Linked DNA regions of Mus musculus: all the other regions are linked to region 4. Evidence: chromatin contacts called from public HiChIP or PLAC-seq and promoter capture Hi-C data. All regions are on one chromosome and are shown on one strand. The core of a region is the stretch at or near the end of the contact, and the rest is flanking DNA. Distances in the headings are between cores, read along the strand shown. Region 1 holds the start of Zswim5 (zinc finger SWIM-type containing 5). Region 2 overlaps Mast2 (microtubule associated serine/threonine kinase 2). Region 3 has its middle 12 kb from the start of Pik3r3. Region 4 holds the start of Ccdc17 (coiled-coil domain containing 17). Region 5 has its middle 3.8 kb from the start of 1700042G07Rik. Region 6 holds the start of Eif2b3 (eukaryotic translation initiation factor 2B, subunit 3).

Region 1 (3,641 bases), core at 851-3,350, 280 kb after region 4:
GGACAGGGGCAGGGGGAGGGTATAGGGGACTTTCAGGATAGCATTTGAAATGCAAATGAAGAAAATATCTAATAAAAAATTGAAGGAAAAAAAAAAAAAGACACGTACCACAGTAGTCACAAAAACAAAACAAAACAAAAACCAAAAAACAAAACCTTAGGCATGTTGCTCAACAAGCTGTTGGTCACCCGGGTCCTCACCACCAGGAACACAGGCTCAGATATGCTATTCTTTTACTTTGTAGTGTCCTCAAAATTTTTTGCTTAATTCAAACTTTACTGTTACTATGTTTAAGTAACAGTTTTTGTTCCTGTCTCATGGTCTTTTAATCATGCTTGTCAACAACTGATTAAATCAAAGTAACACACTGGCTGATTCAAAATCAAATGTTCTTTTCTTCCCTATTGTCTATCATCATTTTCCTTTCTATTTTAAAAATTCAATATTCTTCAAGCAACTTTCATTTTTTAAGAATTATGGCAGGTGATAATCATCCCTTACTTAGAAATGATTTCTGTCTTTACAAATCTATTAGTGGAGTCAAGGAGACTGACATTAAAGAAGACACACACAGGCGTACTTGTGCGTGTGCACGCACACACACACACAATTCTGAAAAGAATGGGCATTATGAAAGCCCATGACTGTGGTAGGTGATTCATTTAAGATTCATTTAAGCAGAGACTGATACTTCATAATAATTCAATTATACTTGCAGAAATAATATCATATTATTTCTGAAATATTATTTTTGAAAATGTTTATGAAAGAAGCAATTGACCACATATTTAATTCTTACATGCTATATGCACAGATATTGTTGTCAGCTTCCTTTTACAAATCATGAGTCGTGATTAGCACCACACGACCATTAAGAGCGATTCACATCTAGGTTATAGCCGGAGCTCTTTTCTTCAGAGATTACTGCAAAACCAAACTAATTTGGCTGCAGTCTACCTTCTCTTATTCGTTCTTTGTACTACTCTCTCTAGCTGAACTCAGCTATAGGATGTTTTCTAATACAGTTCCTGGAACTTTTTAAAAGTTGTAGTGATTATGTCACAACTCCGTGTTTATGAAGAAGTTACTGTTGAAGTTGTCACTCGTGAGTACCCACTAATGTACCTGGGTGAGGGGACACCACAGTGAAGAAAATGGACATGACCTTCATTGTTATGGAGTTAGGCAGTTAGACATCAAATAACAAAAGACGCATTAAATTTTAGGTAAATTCAGGGGAATGAATAGAAGACGGACAAGAAAAACATGAAAATCCTAATTTAAACCCGAGGTAAGGGATCAGAGAATTCTATCAGAAACTACACAAAAGTGTTGGTTCCTCCCCCCCCCCCCGCCCCCTGTAGGATGCAAGGTGCTAAACCCCTCAAAGAACCCCACGAGGGTGCTGCTGCCTCAGCAGTGAGGTCCTGGCGCCCCATTGTTCGGACTGGCTGATGGACTTAGCCAGTTTCTGAGCCGGCGGGGACGCCGATGCTGTCCTATATTGTGACACGGGGAGAGTTTTCATCCCGCGAACTTTTTGATTCTACCCTCTACTCCCACCCGGTGGCTTCCTTCTTAGCATCTTTCTGCTTGGTTGGTGCCCCTTGGGTTGCGACAGTCGCTTGTCCGTTCTGTCTGCTGCAGGAGCCTCACTGGAGTTGTTTCCTCTCCTCATGCCCCTCAAGCCTGTTACTTCATGGCGACAGCTGGCGGCCGGGTCTTTTCATTTGGCCACGCGGCCATCCTCGCCCGCCCGCAGGTGCGCCGGAGGCACCTGGTGCCGGGCGCTCCTCGTCCTTGGCGGCCCGCGGCCCCGCACGAGCGCTCGGATTGTGTTCCGGGCTGGCTGCGCCCGGAGCGCGCCCGCAGTCTGTGCTCGCCCCCGCGTCTCCTCGCGCCCGCGGCGGCCCCGGACGGCGCGCGTCGCCTCGCGCTGGTCCTCAGGCCAACCAGCGCCGGCCCGAGCGGCGCGAGCACGGGACCGGCGCCCCGGCTTCCCACTCGGGCCGGCGGGCTCGTGGGTTCGTTCGCCCCGCCCCCTCCCCACAGCGCCGCCGCTGGGCGCTTGCGCGGGGCGCGTGGCCGTGGCTGGGGTCTCCGCCGCAGCCCGAGCAGCCGCCTCCGCCTCAATCAGTCAGTCAGTCAGTCCCCAGCAATGGCGGAAGGAGGTGAGCGAGAGGAGCTGCTTTCGCCGCCGCCGATCTCTCCGGCCAAGAGGCTGTGCTCTTGGCCCAGCCCGCAAGCTCACCACCCCCGCGGGACTCCCGGGGCAGCCGGCGGAGGGGCGGGGGGCGGCGGCGGCGGCTGCCTGGCCCCCGGGGCCCGCCCCCACCTGCAGCCGGAGTCCTTGCTGGACTGCGCCGCCAAGACGGTGGCGGAAAAGTGGGCGTACGAGCGGGTGGAGGAGCGCTTCGAGCGGATCCCGGAGCCGGTGCAGCGCCGCATCGTCTACTGGTCCTTCCCGCGGAATGAGCGGGAGATCTGCATGTACTCCAGCTTCCAGTACCGGGGCGGCCCGGGAGCCGGCGCGGCTGCCGGCGCGGCGGGGGCTTCGCCGGTCGAGGAGGGGCCGCCGCCACCCCCCGGGGCCGCCGCTCCGGCCGGCTCCGCCCCCGGGGCCGCCGGGGCGGGCTCGTCCCCCGGGCTGGGCGCTGGGACTGGAACGGCGAGCGGCGGCTGCGGCGGCGGCGAGGGGCTGCCGTTCCGCCGGGGCATCCGTCTGCTGGACAGCGGCTCCGTGGAGAACGTGCTTCAAGTCGGTAGGTGCTGCCCGGCCCCTCTCGGCCCCCTGCCTCTTCTGCAGGTGCCTTCCCAAGCCCTGGGTCAAAACCCAGGCTTTCTGCCCAACTCCGGCATCCCCGCCAAGGACAAAAAAGTGGCATAAAAAACTTTTCCCAAGGTTTCCTTCAGGTCCACTACTGCTCTTTCCCCTACCGGCTGCCCTATTTCTTTTTCTTTTTGTTTGAAGAGCGAGTAGGTCTCTCTCTCTCTCTCTCTCTCTCTCTCTCTCTCTCTCTCTCTCTCTCTCTCTCCCCCCTATACTCTCATACTAAAGGAATAACCGTGTGATGTGCCCTTTTCGAAACGCGTTTTACTGATTTAAGTTTAGAGGGAAAGGAGGGAAAGGGAGCAATAGGTTTTAGAGGGAATGTTTGAGGGACAGGCTGTCACAGTCAATCTGTAGTTATAGCAGATTGAATCTGAGTGTAATTAACTTTCACATCGGAAAAAGCAACAGAATACTGTGCATTTTAGACAATTTAAATTGTCTGTTTTAATATCCCTCCCCCCGACCAGTGATGCCTGGGAATCTAGGCTGCAGATTAACAATAACGGAAGATGGAAATGTGACAGCTTCTCTTTTCTACACCCCCATCCATGGGAAAGGGGGAAAAAAGCTACACAATCTGGAGTGGGGGCGGGGTCTGCCTTCCTTGTCAGACTGGGGTAAATCAAAAGCCAGTCACGTTGGATGTTTCAAATGCTTTCATTTAACGCGTCCTCGTATTCGCTTTTGTTTTATCTTTTTGTTTGTACAAAAATGGAAACTGATTTTAAAAAATCTACTCGTTCTCTTGAGCGTCTAGTTAGTTTGTTAATCTTATTAAGTATTTAAAGTGTACCTGATTTGTGAAATG
Region 2 (4,061 bases), core at 274-2,773, 270 kb before region 4:
TGTCCTGAGAGGCTGAGGAAGGCAGTGCTTAAGAATTTAGTGGAAGCTTTGGTCCCCCCCCCCCCTCTGGATTATTCTGTCTTTTGTTTTTCAGAGACTTAAAATTTTCTTTCTCTTTATTTATATGTATAGGTTTGTATGTGGACATGAATGTAGGTGTTTGCAGAGGCCAGGGAGTTATAGACAGTTGTGGTTGCTTGGAACCACACAAGTCCTCTGCAAAGCAGTACATGCTCTTAATCAGGAAATCATCTCTCCAGCTTCTCAGAGATGTAAAATCTATTTATAGACTGTTGTGAGCCACTACATGGGTGCGAGGAGTTGAACCTGGGCCCTCTGGAAAACCAACCAGTGCTTTTAACAGCCGAGTCATCATTTCAGTTCCTCCCAGAGACTTTTTTTTAAAAGATTTATTTATTATTATATAAGTACACTGTAGCTGTCTTCAGACACACCAGAAGAGGGCGTCAGATCCCATTACAGATGGTTGTGAGCCACCATGTGGTTGCTGGGAATTGAACTCAGGACCTTCGGGAAGAGCAGTCAGTGCTCTTACCCACTAAGCCATCTCTCCAGCCCCAGAGACTTTTTATACTGAAGAGATTCACATTTTCACGTCAAAGTCTATCACTGTGCTAATAAAGTATCAGTTAATGGACTTGCTCATAGGATAAGCCTGAGGCCTGCTTCACCTGGGTTGAGGATAGTTAGGAAGCTGTGCTTAAACAAATGATTTTCAGTAAAACACAGTCCATATATCCACTACTGTATTTTGTATTGTTATTATGATGCTGATGATGTTTGTTTTGAAATAAATAGGATCTCACTACATATAGCCCAGACTGGCTTGGCATTCACTACATAGACCAGTCAGGTTCAGTGGGATCTGCCTCACCTCCCAAGAACTAGGTGTGGGCCGTCATGTCTGGTGAACCTCTATGCAACTTTTTGCTTTTGGTAAAAAGTCAAATACCTATACATATTTTGGTAAAAAGTCAAATACTCATACATAATACCAATGCTGGAATTATACACTACCCATGTTGGAGTCTCAGACAGAGTAATACAGCTTTGGCTTTAGAGAACCATTCACAAAACTGAGTTCCTCTGAAACCAAGCAGGCTTCTCTTAGTGATGGAAAGGCCGTGGGAAGAACATCAGATCATCAGTACCAAACATGGAAACTCCTATTCACTGGCAAGGAGACCTGATTGTGGCCAGCAGCTGGAAGAGTGAGCTCACTGCCAATTCCCGAGATGACCTTGTGGAAGTGTCATTACATTCCTCGTCAAGACACTTACATCTTGCAGAAGCTTTTCCAAATTCTCTTGAAGTTCATAGAAATAGTGTGACGTAATGAGGCCACTCCGAGATTTATCCAGGCAGTCTCGGGCCATCTCAATCACCTGATGATGAATAAAGCTTAGTGCTCCATCTGCCAAGGGCAACACACTATCTGGAGTGTTAGAGGAAATGAAGTCAGCTAGTCGCTCTTCCATCTGTGCAGTGGCCTGGGAGGAAAAGAAAAGAAAAGAATTCCCTTTCAGTCCCAGCTTAGCTGCAGCGAATTCTGAAGGATGGGCTCTCTGTGTGCCTATGTGACGCCGGGAAGTCGAATGACTGAAGGCAGACAGTCCCAGGACCAGACTCAAGGCCCCCATCACCTTTTTGCCTGTTTCTTGCCATATCCTATACTGTACGATTTTTGGTTCTGCAGGCATACAAGGTTTGCTGGTCTCTGCCTAGCCATATTTCATGCCTTTGTTACACCATTTTTTTGGGGTTGACCTTCCTTACAAGTTCCTGTTGCTCTTCATCTCACCTAAGTATCATGAATTCCCCAGACTTCCTAGGAAACAAAGGTTCTCTTTCCTCTGGGGTGACTTGGTCTCCTGACTGGACAAGTCAGTGCATAGATGATATTGGTTTCTGAACCTTCTGTATGTAAGACATCTGGCAAGTCAGAAGGTTTCATTATCACAGGGTTCTCAGATTTAACCTAAGTTCACACTGAATACAGGAGGTGCTTAGAGAACATGTATCAAAGGTATGGTCCTGCCTGGTCTTGGAAGGTAAGCTGGGATGGAGGACTTTGGATTGCAACATGACCCTGGCCTAGATCCCCAGAAGAGCAGAATGGAGATCTGGCTCGGGACTCTCTTGGGCCTCTAACTATACAGCCATGTGAAAACTGACAAACATAGTTGACAAACTAGTGAACAAGTTAACAACTGCCTCTTTCAGACTTTGACTTCTCTTTATCACTAGATGGTGACTTCTGTATCCTAATATGTTGACACAAAAGTTTATCTGTGTACAGAGGGATTTTTAAAGAAGGACAGCAGCAGGGAAAGAAGAAAAGAAAGAAATATATATTTTTAAAGATTTATTTAATGTACATATGAGTACAATGTAGTTGTACTGATGGTTGTGAGCCATAATGTGGTTGTTGGGAGTTTGAATTCAGGACCTTTACTTGCTTTGGTCGGCCCCGCTTGCTCCGGTCTAAAGATTTATTTATTATTATATCTAAGTATACTGTAGCTGCCTTCAGATGCGCCAGAAGAGGGCGTCAGATCTCATTACGGATGGCTGTGAGCCACCATGTGGTTGCTGGGATTTGAACTCAGGACCTTCGGAAGAGCAGTCAGTGCTCTTAATCGCTGAGCCATCTCTCCAGTCCCGGGAAAGAAATCTTAACACATCTTCTCTAAAGCCTATCTTAGATGAAGGACACAGAAATACCTATAAATACCAACACACAGCTCTAGGTGTATACCAATACACATCTCTGCACATAGAGAATGAGGCATGCAAGATACATTTCTCAACACTGCACACTATGGAACTTCCTAGCTGCTTTCCTGCACTTTCTTTCTTTGCTCTCATTCTTGTGTCTACTTCAAGGCTACAATGTGGAACAGAGAAAAGATTAAACAAACTAATAGCTAATAGTTACTCATACTTCTCATGTCCACCAACTGTTAGAAAACCAGTGTTCACTGATCCTCGTATGAGACAGATCTAGTAGAATTCTATTATTATGAGTTGTCAATGAGGCAAATGAAGCTCCAGGGAATCAAATGATCTGTCTAGAATCGCACAGCTGATAAACGGGACACAGATGAATGCAGACAGCCTAGGTCGCTGTTACAAGGCGTCACTGGTATATGTCAAGAGAGAAAAGGAGAGCACTTTTGTCATTTCCCTCAGCTGTCACGTGTATGAAGAAGAGTGTACAGTTTAAGGAAGGAAGGAAGGAAGGCCAAGAGCAGCAAGAAGCACATACAAGTAGGAACAGACAGACTGTTCAGGGAGGCCTGGACAGAGAGAGGATGAAGGAGGTCTGAGCACCTCAGTCTCCTGGCGTCTCTCTGAGCTTGTCATGGTTATTCTCGCTGCCGTTTTAACTACATCTACAATTAATTAGAACCTAAAATGGCTGGGCATACCTGTGAGGAATTTTTGCTTAATTAAATCATTTGAAGCGGGAAGATCTACTTCTAAACTGGATCTCTGAGGTAGGATGACACATCTTTAATCCAGACTTTTGAGGTGGGAAGACCTATCTTTAATCTGGACCATACCTTCTGCTGGAATACTAGATAAAAGATAGCTCATTTTGCCTGCTTGTTCTTGTCTTTGATAACAAATCTATTCCTTCACTGGCTCTAGAGTCTACTTCTTTAGGATTCTGGTGTATACTCTAGACTAGCTAAAACATCCAGCTTTGTAGACTGATCAACTACTCGAATTCTGGACTTTCTGATCGTAGGCAGCCATTATGGGATTAGCTGTTCCACAGCCCTGTAAGTCATTCTAATAAACACCACTTCTAGGGGCTGGAGAGGTGGCTCAGCAATCAAGAGCACTGACTGCTCTCCCAGAGGTCCTGAGTTCAAAACCAGCAACCACATGGTGGCTCACAACCATCTTTAATGGCATCCAATGCCCTCTTCTGGTGTGTCTGAAGACAGTTAACAGTGTACTCATATAAATAAAATAAATCTTAAAAAAGAAGAAGAAAAGAAAATACCATTTATATACAGAGAGAATCCATC
Region 3 (4,023 bases), core at 454-2,953, 390 kb before region 4:
TACAATAGCACATCCATCCATTTTTTTAAAAAATATTTTTCTTAGGAGATTGGATATAATGGTATATGTCTTTAAAACCAGCCCTACGGTGGCAGAGGCTAGCTGGGGATACATAATGAAACCCTGTCTAACAATTTAAAATTTTTGGATTTATTTTTATTCTATGTGCATGAGTGTTAGCTGTAATGTATGTCTGTACTTTATATGTCTGGCCATCACCTGTAAAAGCCAGAAGAGAGCATTAGAACTCCTAGAACTGGAGGTATGTTGACTTGATATGATCGTAGATATCTAGGCTGATTCCATAATTTGGCTATTGAGAATAGTGTCACAATAATGATGGGTTCCAGCAGGAGAACTTTGAAGAATCAGCCATATTCAAATCAAAGAAACTCAAGAAACTGGTTACTCCATGTATTCATTCAGTCTTTTAACTCTATTCTATTCATATGATTTCCTTCCTTCCTTCCTTCCTTCCTTCCTTCCTTCCTTCCTTCCATCTTCAACACTGGGGTTGAACCTAGGGTCTTATGCATGTTAGATAAGCACTCTGTCATACAACTCTATCCTTGTAAAAGTATCTTTTACTTACTTGCCTGATGTAATTGTCATCTCAGAGGCTTACTGCTAGCCTAGGCCTAGTTTCAGAAGCCGCCATAGAACCTAATCTTGGCCTAGCATGTTTTCAGCCTCTGAGACTTGCTGTTGAATTAGCCCACCCTTTCTTACTCTTTCTGATCACTGGCTAGCTGATTTAACTCAGCTGTTCTAGCTCAAACTCACCTCTAAGATTGATTCACTCTGGCTTCTCTTAGCTCTGCCTCTAGCCATCTGCTAAACTTCTGACTCTTCATTCTCTGGCTCCTTCTGTCTTCACCTGTGTCTAGTTGTTCTCTCTCTGTAACCTGTCTCTGTACAACTGTCCTAGTAAGATTGCCCTTTCTCCTCCCTCTCTCTGCACTGCTATGTAGCTTCTTTTTTTCTCTTGTTTTCCTGGGAGTTGAGTATATATTAATTCTATCAAATCTTTCTCTGCTTCAACATTTTGTCTACCACTCAATTAGACATCACTTTCAAACATGGGTGCTTCCTTCTACAAACTAAACTTTACCTTCATTGTTTGGGATTAAAGGTGTGTACTAAAGGTGTGTCTGCATTCCAGCCAGATCACACAGACCTAGAAGGTCTTTGGTTGTGAAATTCTTCTACATATCCTCAGACCTCCTCCCTCCCTGCCCCCCTCTTTTTGAGGCAGGGTCATGCTATGTATCCTGGCTGGTCTGGAACTCTCTATGTAGTCCAGGTTGATCCTGAACTCCTAAAGATCTTGCCTCCTAGCCTTCTTTTTACTTTTTTGTTTTGAGACAGGCTTTCACTGGACAAGGCTAGCCCCGAATTCACTCTGTAGCTCAGAAAGTCCTTGACCTTGTGATCTCTATGTCTGGAAATGTAGGTAGTTCCACCAGGCCCTGCCTTCTTTGGTTTCCTTAAGAGTAGTTTCCTTTGAAATTCAGTGTTAGGGTGAACAGTACCCATAGCCAGCTCCAGAGGTTGATACTTTGTCAAGTCCAATCCTTTAAAAGTCTAATTTGGGTGGGGGAGTACTATTTCAAAATATTTATGAAAGGAAAACTAATTAACTTGGCCTGGGTGGGGTCACCTATGACAAGGAGCAAAGTCCTGTGCAAGTTAAGGAAGGAGATTTCATGTTGAAGGCATCACTACAATGGGATAATAGACTCACCAGCCTAGGACATGATCTTCATTCAGTGTCAGGCCATAATCCATAAGCGATACTCTTTGGGCTACCTGATCTAGACTGGAGGGTCCTTGAAATGAACGAATCATTCAGATACATAGAAGAAAATATATGAAAACATCCTCACTTATTTTCTTATAAAAAATTATAAAAGTGTACCCCTCTTACCCCCAAGGGTCTCACTGTGTAGAACTTGACTAGATCTCACAGAGATCCATCCGCTTTAGTAATGGGATTAAAGGTGTGCACTAGCAGTCCCAGAGCATGACACCATTTAAAAATAAACAAATGAACTAAATGGGAAAATATTTTAAAAATTATGGAACGGAGTATGATGGTTTACCCTTCTAGTCCCAACACTTGGAAGGCTGACATATGAAGACTACAGTGAGTCGAGTCCGAGGGCCAGACAGCTTGGGCTCCAGCATAAGAGTTTGTCTCTAAACATTAAAAAAATATATAGAAGAAGAAGACGGCCTGGTATTTGTGGTATTACTTCTCTAGGATTGCGATAGTGTCTTACCACAACTGGCTGGCTTAAAACAATAGAAACTTATTCTTTCATAATACTGGAGGGCTAAAGTCCAAAGGTTCAAAGCCAAGATGTAGGCAGGACTAGTTAGGACTTTCTGGAGACTCTGAGAGAGAATGCATGTCTTCTCCTAGATTCTGGGGGTTGCCATGTAATTCTTGGTGCTTTCTGGCTTGTAAAGGTATTGCTCTGACCCCTGCCACTGTCTTCAAACAGCTTTCTGTGTATGGCTGTGTCTCAGATCTACTTCTTCCCATTTGTCACAAGGACATTTGTCACTGGATCGATAATTCACCTTGAACCTATGACAATCTCCTTGCAAGATTTTTACTTACACCTTTGAAGACTTCTTTTTCAACTAAGGCCATATTTAGAGCTTCTGGGCTTAAGGCGTATACACAGATTGTTAGATAGAACTGGCTGAAGTGGTACTAGGGTATAATCATTTTCCTCAATATATGACTTGGTCAGAAAAAGAGAAGAAAAAAAAAAAAACAAACAAAACAGAGAAGTCTTAGTGGTCTGTTATTGAGTTAAGCGTTTCAGAACTGAAGCAATTCACGGGTGAGATGGGTACTGCCTGGTTCTTATTTGCAGGGTCCTAGGCAAACACTGCAGAAACAGCAACCACAAAGCCCCATATCAAGCTAGGATTCTGGGCTCAATTCCTCTATTGTCTTGGAAAAGAAGACTTAATCCAAGGGATGTGTTTCAGTTGTGGTTGGGGAATAAAGCCTGCAGTGAATTCCACAAGAACAGAATCATGAGGTTAAGACTCAGCAGTCAGAAGCCAGGGAGAGGCCAAGAGAGCTAGGCTGTTAGAGAGGGGGAAAAAAACCCCAAACAAACAAAAAACAAAACCTGAGAGGGCCAAGAAAGGGTGCTGTCTCGTCCTGGTTTTAGGGCCCTAGAGAGAATGAGTTAGTTTGAAAGCACAGAGGTCATGGAAATTGTTGCTTGTTCTTGTAACACTCCCTTATGATATAGTGGGCTTATTTAGGACAAGTAGTGTCTTCCAGAGTGCTCAGCACAAGATCGGTTCAGAGGAGAGGCTTAGTTGAAGTTGAAAATGAAAGCTTGTGATTTTGGACCATTTTTTTCTTTTTAAATCTCTCTCTCTCTCTCTCTCTCTCTCTCTCTCTGTGTGTGTGTGTGTGTGTGTGTGTGAGTGTGTGCTCTGAGATAAATTCTCACTGTATATTCTCACTTGTACTGTGTAGCCATGCTGATACAGAAATCTCTATGTAGCCTGGGCTGCCCCAGTGCCACCGTGCCTAGTTTTTACTGTGATGGGGATTTGAACTCAGGTCCTCATGCTTGCACAAGTATTAGGTTTTCTTCTTTTTTTCTTTTCTTTCTCTCTCCTCTTTCTTCCTCTCTTTCCTTTCCTTTCCTTTCCTTTCCTTTCCTTTCCTTTCCTTTCCTTTCCTTTCCTTTCCTTTCCTTTCCTTCTTTTCTCTCTCTCTCTCTCTCTCTCTCTCTCTCTCTCTCTCTCTCTCTCTCTCTCTCTTTCTTTCTTCCTTTCTTGTTAATTTGTTTTTCGAGATAAAGAGTTTCTCTATGTAGCCTTGTCCATCCTGGAACTCACTCTGTAGACCAAGCTGCCCTGAGAACTCAGAGATTAGCCTACCTCTGCGAATGCTGGGATTAAAGGTCTGTGCCACCACCACCCATCCATATGCATTGCTTTTCAATACACATTTCTCAATACCTTAGAAGCCTAAGTTCTGAA
Region 4 (3,924 bases), core at 1,009-3,508:
CTTAAGTTTATGTCACCAAGTTTGAGGATTTCGGTTTGATTCTTGGGATCCACATGATGAAAGTAGACAAATGACTCCCTTGACATGATACTTTACCTGGCCTACCTGTGCTAACACAAATACATGCACAGGCTAAATGTTAAGATATGTTAAGGAAATTGGCAGCTGGAGGTCATAGTTCATTGGCAGAACATTTACTTGCATTGCATGGCCAAGGCCCTCGATTTACTACCTGAAACCACCACAAAAGGTAACACTTTCAGTATAATGCTCATGTAGCCCATTTTTCTAAATCTGCTGGAATTGGAAGGATGGCCCCATGGAGCACTCAACTAGCTGCTCTTTCAGTTGGCTACGGTTCAAAATGCAACTAGCAATCATAACCTAAGCCACCCCAATTCTAACCTCATTGGGAACTGAATGCGTTGGTATACGTGCAGGCAAAATACCCATACACTAAAAAAGAAAAAGCATCTTTTAAATCTATGAAGTAACAGTTTATTAAGGCAGTGGAGAGAATGCTCGCCTTTTATATAATGTTTCAGAGCACATAAACATCGTGTAACTTGCTCCTCTTTGGATGTTTGGAGAGAACTACCTTAACAGCTCTGTCTTACTGAGGAAAGGCTGCTTCAGAAATGAGGTGCATGGATCTGTGTAGACGAATTTTAATCAGGGAACATGTTTGCTCTTGAAAAGGATCACATCCAAAAGATAGATGTCTGTATGACCTCGCTGGATACAGACATGCCCTTAGTGTGATGAATCAGAAATATCTGACCAAATGAGTCAGAGAGATCAGCTCAGGAGCGAGGATTAAAAAGAAAAAAGGCAATTTTCATTGTAGTATGAACTCAGCAAGGTCTGAGGCTGAAGTAGGTTTATTTTTTTTCCCCCAATTTGCTTTTATATCATTTTAATTACATGCAAATAATAAGATCAGTTCTAGGCTGGAGAATAAGCAAGACAATAAAACTCCCAAGCTCACTGTTTCTAAGTGCTTATCAGGATGACCAAGATATCTGAGCCTACTTCCCTGTCCTAGCCCAAAGTAAAATTCTTGCCTTAAGCCTACTACTTTGTTCTAGCCAAATTAGATTCCTGCCTGAGCTTACTTCCTTGTCCTGGCCTAATGTCAAATCCCAGCCAAGTGGCCCCACAAAGCTCTCCACAGATGGGCAAAGCCCAACTCAGGAAAGAAATGCTACTTAAGAGCAGTGCAGGGGGGCTGGTGAGATGGCTCAGTGGGTAAGAGTACCCGACTGCTCTTCCAAAGGTCCAGTGTTCAAGTCCCAGCAACCACATGGTGGCTCACAACCATCCGTGACGCCCTCTTCTGGTGTGTCTGAAGACAGCTACCGTGTACTTACATATAATAAATAAATCTTAAAAAAAAAAAAAAAAAGAGCAGTGCAGGGAAAATCCATCTTGGAGTTAGTTCAGTTGAGTGTAGTTTAGAGGCAGCTTCACCAAGTAGAGCACTTCAATGAGAAGCTAAGAGAAGCCGGTTTGAACCAGTTCAGAGAGGACTTTGAGACAGAACAGCTGAGTTGAGTCAGCCAGCTTTGAGGAAGAGCTAGAGTGAGTTTATTCAATAGTCTCAGAGCCTGAAAACATTTTAGGCATAGATTCGCCTAGGAGATGAGGATGAACGTTGCTTTTACAGATCTGTGTAAAGGTGACGATAACTTGACCAGCAGAAAGAGCTCGTTTAACTCACAAGTAGTATCCATCTGACAAATTGTATTCTCCCCAACGGGTCTCCCAGTTCTCATTACTGGAAAGGTTCAGATCATTCCTGTCCCAGAATGGGAATTAGAAAGACTATTCCATTGTGTGGTGTGTTAATTCTGTAAAAGATGGGTTTATGCAAAGACATACTGCTAATATGAGGTTTACCTTGTGCGGAAATGTTCCCTACAGTGGAGAATTCTAGCTTGAAATCTGTCCATTTTAGAGAACAGCTGTGGTACAGATGACAGTTGCCTATCAGAGGCTAAATAGGCAATGAAGTCAAAGCCGCAGTTAATTAAATACTTGGCCAAACTCACTGTAATTGGTGGAACAAACTGACATTTTCACACCTGGGCCCCACCCAAAGGTGGCCAGGCACATTGCCCAGGCCTGCCTAAGCCTGTACTCGCTGCCCAGGGAGCTAGGGCACCTCCCCAAACATAAACATACATTTGAAGGACCTGGCGATTTAGCAGACTTGGTCTATTCTTTGTCCCTTTTCTCTCTTTTCTGTCCAGTCCGCCTTTTCTCTTTTGTCACATCCTCTGTAGGACGCTGGTGTCTATAAGAGATTCCATTCCATGGCCGATTACTCAGGGGAATCAGGACTTTTATCCTGTGAATCCTGTGATATGGTTTTCCGCTCCTGGGCTCTGTTGGCCACACACACCAAACGATTCTGCATTGGCCGGCTGACTCCGGAGGTAACACTTAAATCACAGCCTTCAGTCGCGATCAAACGAGGCACCAAGGTAAGGGCCGCCAGTGGCCAGGGGTAGGTTTTCCATCAATCATTATTCTTACGTTTTTTGCCTCCCCGCCACCAGATCATGGCACAAGAAAAGAGCCGTGATCAGGAAGCCAGCACATCTGCTCTAAAGAGGCTGACAGAGGAGGTACACACCAATCATGACTACAAACTTCAACTTTACATGTGTAGAGATTTACATGCTGGAAATCACCCAGTACAGAAATAGCGGGTCCGAGTTATTTGCAGGTGCAGTTGCTGTCCCTACAGAAAATAGGTCCCCGAGCGACTGAGGGTCTCACTTCCCAGACTGCAGGGAGCCCTGGGGAGAGGCTGCGAGTCTTGCAGGGAACCCGCGCCAGACGCATGGCAGAAACAGAAGCACAGAGCCGGGCGCTGGAGCGTCGCGGCGAAGGTGAGAGGTAAGGACTCGGCCCTGTCGCTGTGCTCGGACTCACCCTGACTCTGCCCATTTGTCCCTCAGAATTAAAACGGCGCCTCCACAGCGTGGCGGGACCCAAGGGAGGATTACCCCGCCCATTCGACTTGGAGCGCGAGCTCAGAGAACTCAAGGAAGAGGCCAACCGGACCCGGGGAGCACTGCAAACGCTAGGTGCGCATTTCCAGGCGCTCCAGCTTCAGCCTCGGTGAGTTGCCGGCCCAGCTTTGGTAGGAGTGCGGGCGGGGCCTTGGGCTCGGGTCAGTGACATCATCTGCTTGCGCCAGAAAACTGCAGGACACCCATAGGGCAGTGGAATTCTGTTACCTGCCCCTGCGGTTCAACCCGGAAACGCTGGCTGCAGAGATCCGGTGAGGACCCCGGCCCTGGGTGGACAGGATCGGGAGTCTGTTCAGTCTGGGAGATCGCTTTCTGCTGCCTTCTTGCTAGGATCCTACGTGAAGCCTACGTGCACGGTGGAGGCCGGGACCCAGAAGTTCTGGACAAAATATTGCAGCTGCAAGTGGAAGCGTCAGCCCTGGAATTGCAGCGGTCGCAAAACCGCAAGGGTGAACGAAAGGGTCTATCATAGAGGGTTTCTACACTGATGGTCCTAGAGTTGGAAGGAGAAAAGGGCTTGAGGGAGAGCACCACTAGAATGGGAGGCACGTAAGCCCAAGGAAGGAAAACCCATTGCCAGATGACAAATCCAGGCTTGTGCAGAAACCCTTAAAGTTGGATTACTACATAATGCTTGACAGATCACTTTAATTCATCTCAGAAAAACTAAGTGCCGCCTCTGAGGAGGTTCTAACGGTGGAAGCCGAAAACAGGCTCCTGGAGGCAGAAATCCTGGCATTGCAGAAGCAGAAAGTCCTGAGTCTGTCGCCCTGGGGTCAGTGAAAAATACAGCCTCTCCCTAGACAATCCCAGGGAACCCAACTCTGAAGGGGTGAAGGGACCAAGTCGGGAGGATGAAGTCCATGTCTGTAACGTGTTTCTG
Region 5 (3,804 bases), core at 747-3,246, 420 kb before region 4:
TCACAGTTACATTGGGTCTTGGGTGTGCTGGGCTCCTTGAGATGGAAACAAACTACTGGACATTAATACCAGCTAGAAGGTGGCTGGACTGGTGTCCAAGGTCCACAAGGGGGTTCTGTACATACAAACACATGACATAGTCCATAAACAAATATGGACATGTAAATATAAGTAACTCACAGGTATATAACATAAAAAGCAAATATATGTATGTATCCAGACAAACGGATCTATAAACAGAGATCAGCACTAACAAGAATCCAATAGATACCCAGCCACCCCTTTGCAGGAAACATGCCCCTACACAGACATAAACATACATACACCCACACACAAGTTCACAAGTATACAGACACAGACACATGCAATCATACTCATGCAAACTCAGATACGCATAGACACACTCACCAGACTTCCCTGCCTTTCAGCTCTGAGGCCCAGATACCTCCCTCCCCAGTATCAGTGTATGCAATGTGTGCACACACACCTTTGTTTATGTATCTGTGTATCTGTGTCTTTGAGAGAGAGAGAGTGTGTGTGTGTGTTTCTGTGTATGTGTATGAGGGGGTTGATAAGCAGAGGGAACTCGATGACATCATCTCTTCTAGCTATTTTTAGCTCCATCTGCAATGACTTCTCCTCCATTACCCCTCCTCCTCCAGGTTCCCAATTCTCTCCCTCCAGGCTCTCAGAGATAGCAACAGCCAGAGAGTACCCACTCCTTAGTTTAGGTGGCCTGCTGCATGATTGGGTGCAATTCACAGACTCTCACCCAACCAGAGTTCTTTGGAGGCTGAGGACGGGGCTGATCTCCAGACTGGAGGAGGGGGCTTGAGCTGTGGGGTAACCAGAGCAGGTACCTGGGTTAGACCTGGCTGGTCTGCCACTCCTCGGGTGACTGTGCTTCCTCTCAGTCTGTAGCATCAGTAGCTACAGACTGTAGCTTGCTGTGTTTAAGGGAGGTGTTCGTGTTGGAGATGAGACAGGTGAAGACAAAATGAGACATCTTCCTCAATGGGAGACAGAACACGGGGAACCTGGCAGCTTCAAGGATGACGTCTGTCTCTCTCTTCTCTTCCATCTCCCAAAGGTTAGATAACAGAAGGAATCCAGAGGGAGCTCACCCACCCACCCCCTTCACTCCAGCTTTTCTACCTAGAGGTGTCCAGAAGCAGCACTTCCTTCTCATTCCCTAGTTGTGCTCCCAACCCTGCACCAACCCACCCAGCAAACCCCGGGCCCTCTGCTAGTCACTTCCACTTTTAGACCCCTCCCCTGAGTCGGCTATGTGGGAAGGCCACTGCTCTCCATCTGGAGATTGAGAAGACTGAATCCTAGAGGGGCTAGCACTGGCCCACACCTTATGGTGCCAGGGAAAGCGGCCCAGGGGAGACGGTAAGCAGGAGGAGGAAGTGGGCGCACTGGGACAGCTGGCACAGGTGCAGAAGGCACAGCCCAGGCAGGGAATCAGGTGAGGGGGAGGAGAACGGTAGCCTGAGGGGTCCATGCCAGGAGGAGGGCTTCCTGCTCTAGCCAGCCTTGGGCAGCCACCGGAAAATCGGGTTTGGCAGCTTCAGCCCTGTGCTGTGCAGAACTGTGCTGCCGGAAGGGCTGGAGGAGGGGGTCCAGATTGCTCCTGGGAGGTGGCCTGGAGCACGTCATCCTCTTCAGGGACGATGAAGAACATTCTGAGATCAGGACTCGGGGCACCCCTGTTTTACCCTAAACCCTAGTGTAATGAATGTTTTAACAGTCATGGTTCCTTTTTTTTTTTTTTTTTTTTCTTGGCCAGAGATTCCCCGCAGGAAGGGGCTTTTTAAAATCATTTTTTTCTGGGAGTCTGACTCAGGCTGGAGGACAAACAGTCAAAGGATAGGGTCTGGCTGAACCAGACAGTCCCTGGGGCAGGAGGCTGGAGTTCCCTTGTCACTAATGGTCAATCACCGGAAAACCAGCTCCAGGCCCACAATGCAATACTGGTCACCCCACCCTTACCACTGCTCTTACCCACACCCCCACTTCCGGCCTCTGTTCCTTCCTCATCTCTGGGGAAGGCTACAGAACTCCCTAGGGAATCGCTGTGTCCCCTCCCCTGGCTCCTTGCCCTGCGCCCTTAACTCTCCCTCTCCGGTTACCCATTCAGCAGCAGCAGTCTCCCACTGAACTCTCTCCCACTGGACAATGAGGCAAGGAGGAAGAAAGGACTGGAAAGGAGATGACTTTGCTGCTGCCCTCAGATTCTGGAGCTTAAACGGAGCTAGGGTAGACCTAGTGCTGGCTGGGGGTTAGCACTGGGTTGCCCTGTAGTCCCAGGACGAATGGAAAATTTCTCTGTTCCCCTAGCTGTCTCCTCCTTCTGCTTTTAGTGGAACCCACAGAAAGATAGCCCAGAATTGAGACTTGCAACTTGTAGAAAATAAACACAAAAGCCAAGGCCAAGTGGGTGCTGATTGCTGTTACCACATCAACAACATTCATTAAACACAAAAAAGTAGTGAAATTCTGGATTCATAAAGTCCACAGAGTTGTTTTACTATAAAATGTTAGAGGCTGGATAATCTATTGAACCTCAGACCACACACACACACACACACACACACACACACACACACACGTTAGAGTATGCTTAAATCAGAAGTTTAAGGTGTCAATGAAGTCTCACAGTCAGGTGGATGCCTAAGCCACATTTTCTGCCGCAGATTCGAGAAGCAGCTCCCTGGTGTGCTCACTGGGAGAGGCAGACAGCCCTGGATACATGGGGTTAGACTGGAATAATAACCCTGCAATAAACTGGACAGAGACAGACTTTGTCCATGAAGACAGGGGGAGAGAGTTGCAGGTGGAGACAGAGTGGAACTGTAAAAACAATGGGAGAGCCTAAAGAAAGAATCACGCTTGGGTGTGGTGCCACACCACTAGAGTCTCAGGACTCTGGGAGGCTTGACCAGAAAAATCGCTTGAGTTCATGAGTCTAACACCAGCCTGAGCTACAGAGCAAGACGCTCATCTCAAAAACAGAAAAAGACTCGAAAAAGCCAAAAAAAAAAAAAAAAAAAAAGCCAAAAACAAAACAAAACAAAACAAAAAAAAAACAACCAACCAACCAAACAAACAAACAAACAAACAAAAAAACCAAAAAAACGGAATAAGAAAAAAAGAAAAAAGGTGTAGGGATATCAAGGAGTTTAACACACCAGACCATCCCTGGTATTTTCAGCTTCCCCATGATTGGTGTTAACCTCAACCAATGACATTTCTGAATTAGTTGCTCAGGGCTAGACTCAGTTAATAGTGAATTTGAGACAAGCTTGGGCTATATGAAAACCCTGTCTCAAAACAAAACAAGCCTGGTGTGGTGGCACACTCCTCCAGTCTATGTAGCAAGTTCCAAGCCTACCAGGGCTACATAGTGAGACTCTTGTCTCAAAACAAAATAAATCCATCAAAATCAAAACAGAACTTAAAAAAAACAAAAACAAAAAAAACAAAAAAATTTCTGGGCTGGCAAGATGGCCCAACAGGTAAAAGCACCAACTGCTCTACCGAAGGTCCTAGTTCAAATCCCAACAACCACCTGTAATGAGATCTGACGCCCTCTTCTGGTGTGTCTGAAGTAAGCTACAGTGTACTTATGTATATTAATAAATAAACCTTTGGGCCAGAGCAAGCAGGGACTGAGTGAGCAGAGTTAACTGGAGTGAGCGGGGTTGACTGGAGTAAGTAGTGGTCCTAAAAATTCAATTCCCAACAACTACATGAAGGCTCACAACCATCTGTACAGCTATCGTGCACTCACATACGTAA
Region 6 (3,731 bases), core at 448-2,947, 420 kb after region 4:
CAAATAAGCAATCATTCAAAATAGCTTGAGTCAAGGCCAAGGCTCAATCAAAGGTCCAGGCCCAGGCCTAGGCTCAGACTGTGAAATTCCAGTTTAGACTCATGCTCCCTTTAAGTTGTCACCGTTGTGGTGTCCCCACTCCCCACTCCTACTTTTGAGACAGGTCTCCTTATTTAGCTCAGGATTTACAGTCCTTCTCCCTCAGCCTTTGAGATCACAGACATGCAATACCATGCACAACCACACTAAAAGCTTTTATATGCCAATATGAAGACAGGACTGTAGGCCCTGGGCTGCAGACACCATGGGGCTTGTTTCCTCCTGTGCTATCTGAGTTAAGAAGCTATTAAAAAAGAGTGCTTCTGTCTCTGTTTTCTTACGTTATGTTCATTATACATTCCACAGAAAAAACTTATGTTCCTTGCTATAGCCTACAAGCCGGTGGGGTCTGAATTCTCTGGTCTCCTCCATCTGGCTCCCTCTGGTAGCCTTTACTCACCCACTTCCCCTCTCACTTTATTTCTGCTGCAGTGCCCTTCCTACTCTTTATTGAACTCCGGGGTTTCTTTTGGGATTTGTTTGTTTGTTGCTGTTTTTTTGTTTTTTTGTTTTTTGAGACAGGGTTTCTCTGTGTAGCCCTGCTGTCCTGGAAATCACTCTGTAGACCAGGCTGGCCTCGAACTGACAGACATAGGCCTGCCTCTGCCTCCCAAGTGTTGGGATTATAGGCATTCACCACCACGGGCAGGATCTTTGCACTTGCTGTCTAGTCAGCTTGCAAGGCTCTTTCCCAAGGCTCAACCCGACTTACTCTCTTCAAACCATTAAGTGCTATTGTAAGACCCCCAAAGCTGGGCCTCAGCTCAAGTCCCGGGATGAGCTGGCCCGCACCCCAATAACTCAACAGCTCTTCTCTGCCGGGTATCCTTGGTAAAATTACAATTATCGCATCTCTGGTTGTAAGGTATAGAAACAAAAAGGCTTTTTGCTGGCTATAGAGAACAAAGAGCTTCTTTCTAGCTGTATTTTTAGAGAACAGGGAAAACAAGCTTGGGGGAATGTTTTAGGGGCTTTACCTCCCAGGGAGAAACGCTCTAAGTCCGGTTCTCACACTATCAGAAATGAATTTATTGTTTGAATGGCTAAAGTTTGCTGACACAAAGGCCAAATCAGGCATCTTGCACACTAGAAGCCTAACCAACCGCTGGCTTGCAAGGGAATTTAGTAGGTGTTTTGTTTTGCTTTGTTTTTTTAAATTCTTGAATCTTCTATGAGTGTTGGTGCAGGTCTTTAATCCCAGTCTACCGGGGGCAGAGGCAGGGGAGATTGCAGCTGGCGGTTCTCTGTGAGTTCGAGGCTAGCCTGGTTTACAGAGTGAGTTCCAGGACAGCCAGGGCTACACAGAGAAACCCTGTCTTGAAAAAAAAAAATCACAAAACAAAACAAAAAGTATTGACAAGCCAAATTTACAGTGCCGTGAGGCTGGGATTTAGAATGGCAACTCCGAAACGTTAGAGATTGAAGGGGACATTTAACAAGCACTAGGCAGCAATACAGAAACTCCACGCCACGGCTCGTCGGTCGCTTGGTCTCCGGCACGCTCCGCAAGAGCATCCTTGCCTTCTGCCATCTATTACTCGGCACTCGTTCCTCCTTCCTGAGTCGGCGCGTCGTATCGAACCGCTCGGCCACCGCGCGCCTGCGCTCTTGGCTTGTCAGCCAGAGGCGGCGTGGGGAGCGCTGGGAGAGGCTGCGGCGTGCGGATAGCTGAGGTAAAGCCGGGGCTAGTGCGGTGCCAGGCGGGGCACGAGCTGGCTGAGCAGGGAGAGCGGCGCGCGGATGCTGGAAAGCCGGGTTCCTGTGAGGGAGGCCAGCTAGCCGAGCAGGACCCGAGTAGGCAGACAGGGACTGCGCTCCCGAAATCGCCGGGCGAGACACTGCCGGCCCTGGCCGTAGAGCCATGCGTCCCGACTGGGGGACTGGAGAGTCCAAGCCTTGTGCAACAGATGGAAAAACTGAGTTTCAGGGAGGGACAGTTCTGCCCGAAGTCACACCGAGTGAGCACTAGACTCCCTTGGTGCCTTGCTGACATGGTTTCCACATTATTTATTCGTCCCACATTTATTTGGGCTCAAGGCAGGGACTAAATGGGATACAGTAAGGCCCTTTTAGGCAGCGCGCAAAGGTTTGGCAAACCAATTACAATGCAGTAGCCGATCTTACAATTTAGGACAGAAGACGGCAACTGTGAGGAAGGCATGACTGGGACTCTGTAAACGCCTCCTGTAAAACTTGGAGGCTGGTGAGACTCATCGACTTGGTATTGGGAGTCACGACGGTAAAGTTGAAACTTTTAAGTCTAGCCTTATGATTGGTTAGGTTCATAAGTATTCTTGTTTCTTAGGTTGCGTCTTTTTTTTTTTTTTTCCTCCTTAACCCAGAGATTGAGAACAGGAACTTTAGGTTCTAGCCACCTGGGTTCCAAATGTGTTCTTGTACACATTTGAGCTTAACACTAATGTGGGGTTGCTGTGAGGTTCACAGATGCTCATTCCACATATAGTATCTGGCATCTGACTGGGTGTATCCTGACAACACATAGTCCCCAACTTCAAGGAACTCACTCTTAATAGGCATTTAAATGAATGCCTGCAGTGAAGCCTATAAAGGTTGACACAGTCCGTACAGAGTATAGTAGAAGCAGCAGGTGAAAGAAGTCCCATCATTGGTGTGCAAAAAGTTAGTTGTAGCTTCATGCTATGCAAGATGATTTCTGAGCAGAGTCTTTTTAAAGAGTTTTGCTACTTGGTTACTTGTCCCAGGAGAAAACCAGCCTAAAGCAGGAGTAGCCGTAGACCTGCAGTTCTGGCTGCTAAGGTGGTAAGACTGGGAATCACTTGAGCCCAGGAGGTTAATTCACACTTTATAACCAGGTATTGGCACTAGATTCACAAGCATCAATATGATGACCTCTAGAAGTGGTTCTAGAGTCTGGAACCACCAGGTTGCATGTACTGATCTGTAGTGAGGGTCACATCTAGGAAAGGCCATCACACTAGCTATGACAGCGTAATAATACCTGTCCACTTAAAAAGGACCTATAGGGGGCTGGAGAGGTGCCTCAGTGATTAAAAGCAGCGTATATTCTTCCAAAGGACCTAGGTTCAGTTCTCGGCACCTACATGATAGCTCAGAACCATCTATAACTCCACTTACAGGGGATCTGACTCCATATGTGCACTCAACACACACATAAAATTAAAAAAAAAATAAGTATTTGTTACAAAAGAAAACCCAGAGTTATAGCACAGTATATTTTAGTTGGTATAGTGTGTTTTCCGTGATCCAGCATCTGTCCAATAATATGAAACATGTATATAGTGCGTGTGATAGGATGAACGTTACTTTGCATGTCTTATAGAGAAATACTTTTTTATTCTTGTGTAGGGGATCCAGCCTAAGGCCTCATAAATACCAGACAAGTGAGCCCTCATTTAATCCCAACAGCTTCATGAATGTGTGGATGTGTATATTCCTAAATACATAACTACAGCTGCTCTCTCATAATCATGTTGATTATGTGTATTTCCCCAGGACTGGTCATTTGGTATTGGATAATCAATTGATGTTCACTATTTCACTTGCTCTCAGAATTTCTTAGTTGCCTGTAGTTTTTTTTTTTGCTTAGGGTTGAGGCCTTGTAAGCTTTCCCTCCCAGACATTAACATGTC

The links. Promoter capture Hi-C pulls out the DNA fragments that hold promoters and counts their contacts. HiChIP or PLAC-seq counts read pairs in DNA pulled down with a chosen protein or histone mark. Capture Hi-C pulls out chosen DNA fragments and counts their contacts.
Region 1: a contact with region 4 is called in a promoter capture Hi-C map of adipose tissue. The contact joins the promoter of Zswim5 here to the promoter of Ccdc17 in region 4.
Region 2: a contact with region 4 is called in an H3K27ac HiChIP or PLAC-seq map of SST interneurons, with 2.7 times the contacts expected there. The contact joins the enhancer-like site here to the promoter of Ccdc17 in region 4. A contact is called at or near these places in 13 of 39 promoter capture datasets (the 3T3-L1 cell line, 3T3-L1-derived adipocytes, the C10 cell line and 8 more), 1 of 15 datasets of contacts at CTCF or cohesin (the NIH/3T3 cell line), 7 of 484 Hi-C or Micro-C datasets (the AML12 cell line, the HPC-7 cell line, the P5424 cell line and 3 more), 17 of 115 datasets of contacts at active chromatin or transcription factors (the 230-238 cell line, the SCID.adh cell line, SST interneurons and 12 more) and 4 of 9 other capture datasets (adipose tissue, liver, macrophages and 1 more).
Region 3: an H3K27ac HiChIP or PLAC-seq map of embryonic stem cells shows a contact between it and region 4, with 6 read pairs. The contact joins the enhancer-like site here to the promoter of Ccdc17 in region 4. A contact is called at or near these places in 7 of 39 promoter capture datasets (the C10 cell line, the HPC-7 cell line, cranial neural crest and 4 more), 1 of 15 datasets of contacts at CTCF or cohesin (the NIH/3T3 cell line), 1 of 484 Hi-C or Micro-C datasets (embryonic stem cells), 12 of 115 datasets of contacts at active chromatin or transcription factors (the 230-238 cell line, the NIH/3T3 cell line, the SCID.adh cell line and 8 more) and 3 of 9 other capture datasets (adipose tissue, embryonic stem cells and pancreatic islet).
Region 5: a contact with region 4 is called in a promoter capture Hi-C map of the HPC-7 cell line. The contact joins the enhancer-like site here to the promoter of Ccdc17 in region 4. A contact is called at or near these places in 10 of 39 promoter capture datasets (the C10 cell line, the HPC-7 cell line, HPC-7-derived erythroid cells and 7 more), 1 of 15 datasets of contacts at CTCF or cohesin (the NIH/3T3 cell line), 1 of 484 Hi-C or Micro-C datasets (nephron progenitors), 16 of 115 datasets of contacts at active chromatin or transcription factors (the 230-238 cell line, the NIH/3T3 cell line, the SCID.adh cell line and 12 more) and 2 of 9 other capture datasets (adipose tissue and embryonic stem cells).
Region 6: a contact with region 4 is called in a promoter capture Hi-C map of liver, with 2.4 times the contacts expected there. The contact joins the promoter of Eif2b3 here to the promoter of Ccdc17 in region 4. A contact is called at or near these places in 1 of 39 promoter capture datasets (liver) and 1 of 9 other capture datasets (liver).

Annotation. Positions count from the first base shown.
Region 1 is chr4:116,875,302-116,878,942 of GRCm38.p6, forward strand. Zswim5 (zinc finger SWIM-type containing 5) reads left to right here and starts at 2,101. Exons shown (of 14, transcript NM_001029912.2): 1 at 2,101-2,762. The coding sequence starts at 2,159.
Region 2 is chr4:116,320,963-116,325,023 of GRCm38.p6, forward strand. It overlaps Mast2 (microtubule associated serine/threonine kinase 2), which reads right to left. Exons shown (of 30, transcript NM_001369061.1): 11 at 1,302-1,511. Among named protein-coding and RNA genes, the nearest start is that of Pik3r3, 100 kb to the left of the region's middle. Within about 2 kb of position 1,524, at least 15 of the 459 cell types and tissues checked have an H3K27ac peak or open chromatin away from gene starts, as enhancers often do. A contact at or near this core is called in SST interneurons, where this site is marked.
Region 3 is chr4:116,207,763-116,211,785 of GRCm38.p6, forward strand. No RefSeq gene overlaps it. Among named protein-coding and RNA genes, the nearest start is that of Pik3r3, 12 kb to the right of the region's middle. Within about 2 kb of position 1,704, at least 24 of the 459 cell types and tissues checked have an H3K27ac peak or open chromatin away from gene starts, as enhancers often do. A contact at or near this core is called in the NIH/3T3 cell line and embryonic stem cells, where this site is marked.
Region 4 is chr4:116,594,472-116,598,395 of GRCm38.p6, forward strand. Ccdc17 (coiled-coil domain containing 17) reads left to right here and starts at 2,259. Exons shown (of 13, transcript NM_001037916.3): 1 at 2,259-2,486; 2 at 2,562-2,630; 3 at 2,792-2,897; 4 at 2,967-3,129; 5 at 3,209-3,292; 6 at 3,372-3,490; 7 at 3,703-3,816. The coding sequence starts at 2,316. C530005A16Rik (RIKEN cDNA C530005A16 gene) reads right to left here and starts at 3,159. Exons shown (of 3, transcript NR_029450.1): 1 at 1,371-3,159.
Region 5 is chr4:116,175,320-116,179,123 of GRCm38.p6, forward strand. No RefSeq gene overlaps it. Among named protein-coding and RNA genes, the nearest start is that of 1700042G07Rik, 3.8 kb to the left of the region's middle. Within about 2 kb of position 1,997, at least 225 of the 459 cell types and tissues checked have an H3K27ac peak or open chromatin away from gene starts, as enhancers often do. A contact at or near this core is called in the 230-238 cell line, the HPC-7 cell line, adipose tissue and 9 more, where this site is marked.
Region 6 is chr4:117,017,705-117,021,435 of GRCm38.p6, forward strand. It overlaps Eif2b3 (eukaryotic translation initiation factor 2B, subunit 3), which reads left to right and starts at 1,698. Exons shown (of 12, transcript NM_001111277.2): 1 at 1,698-1,772.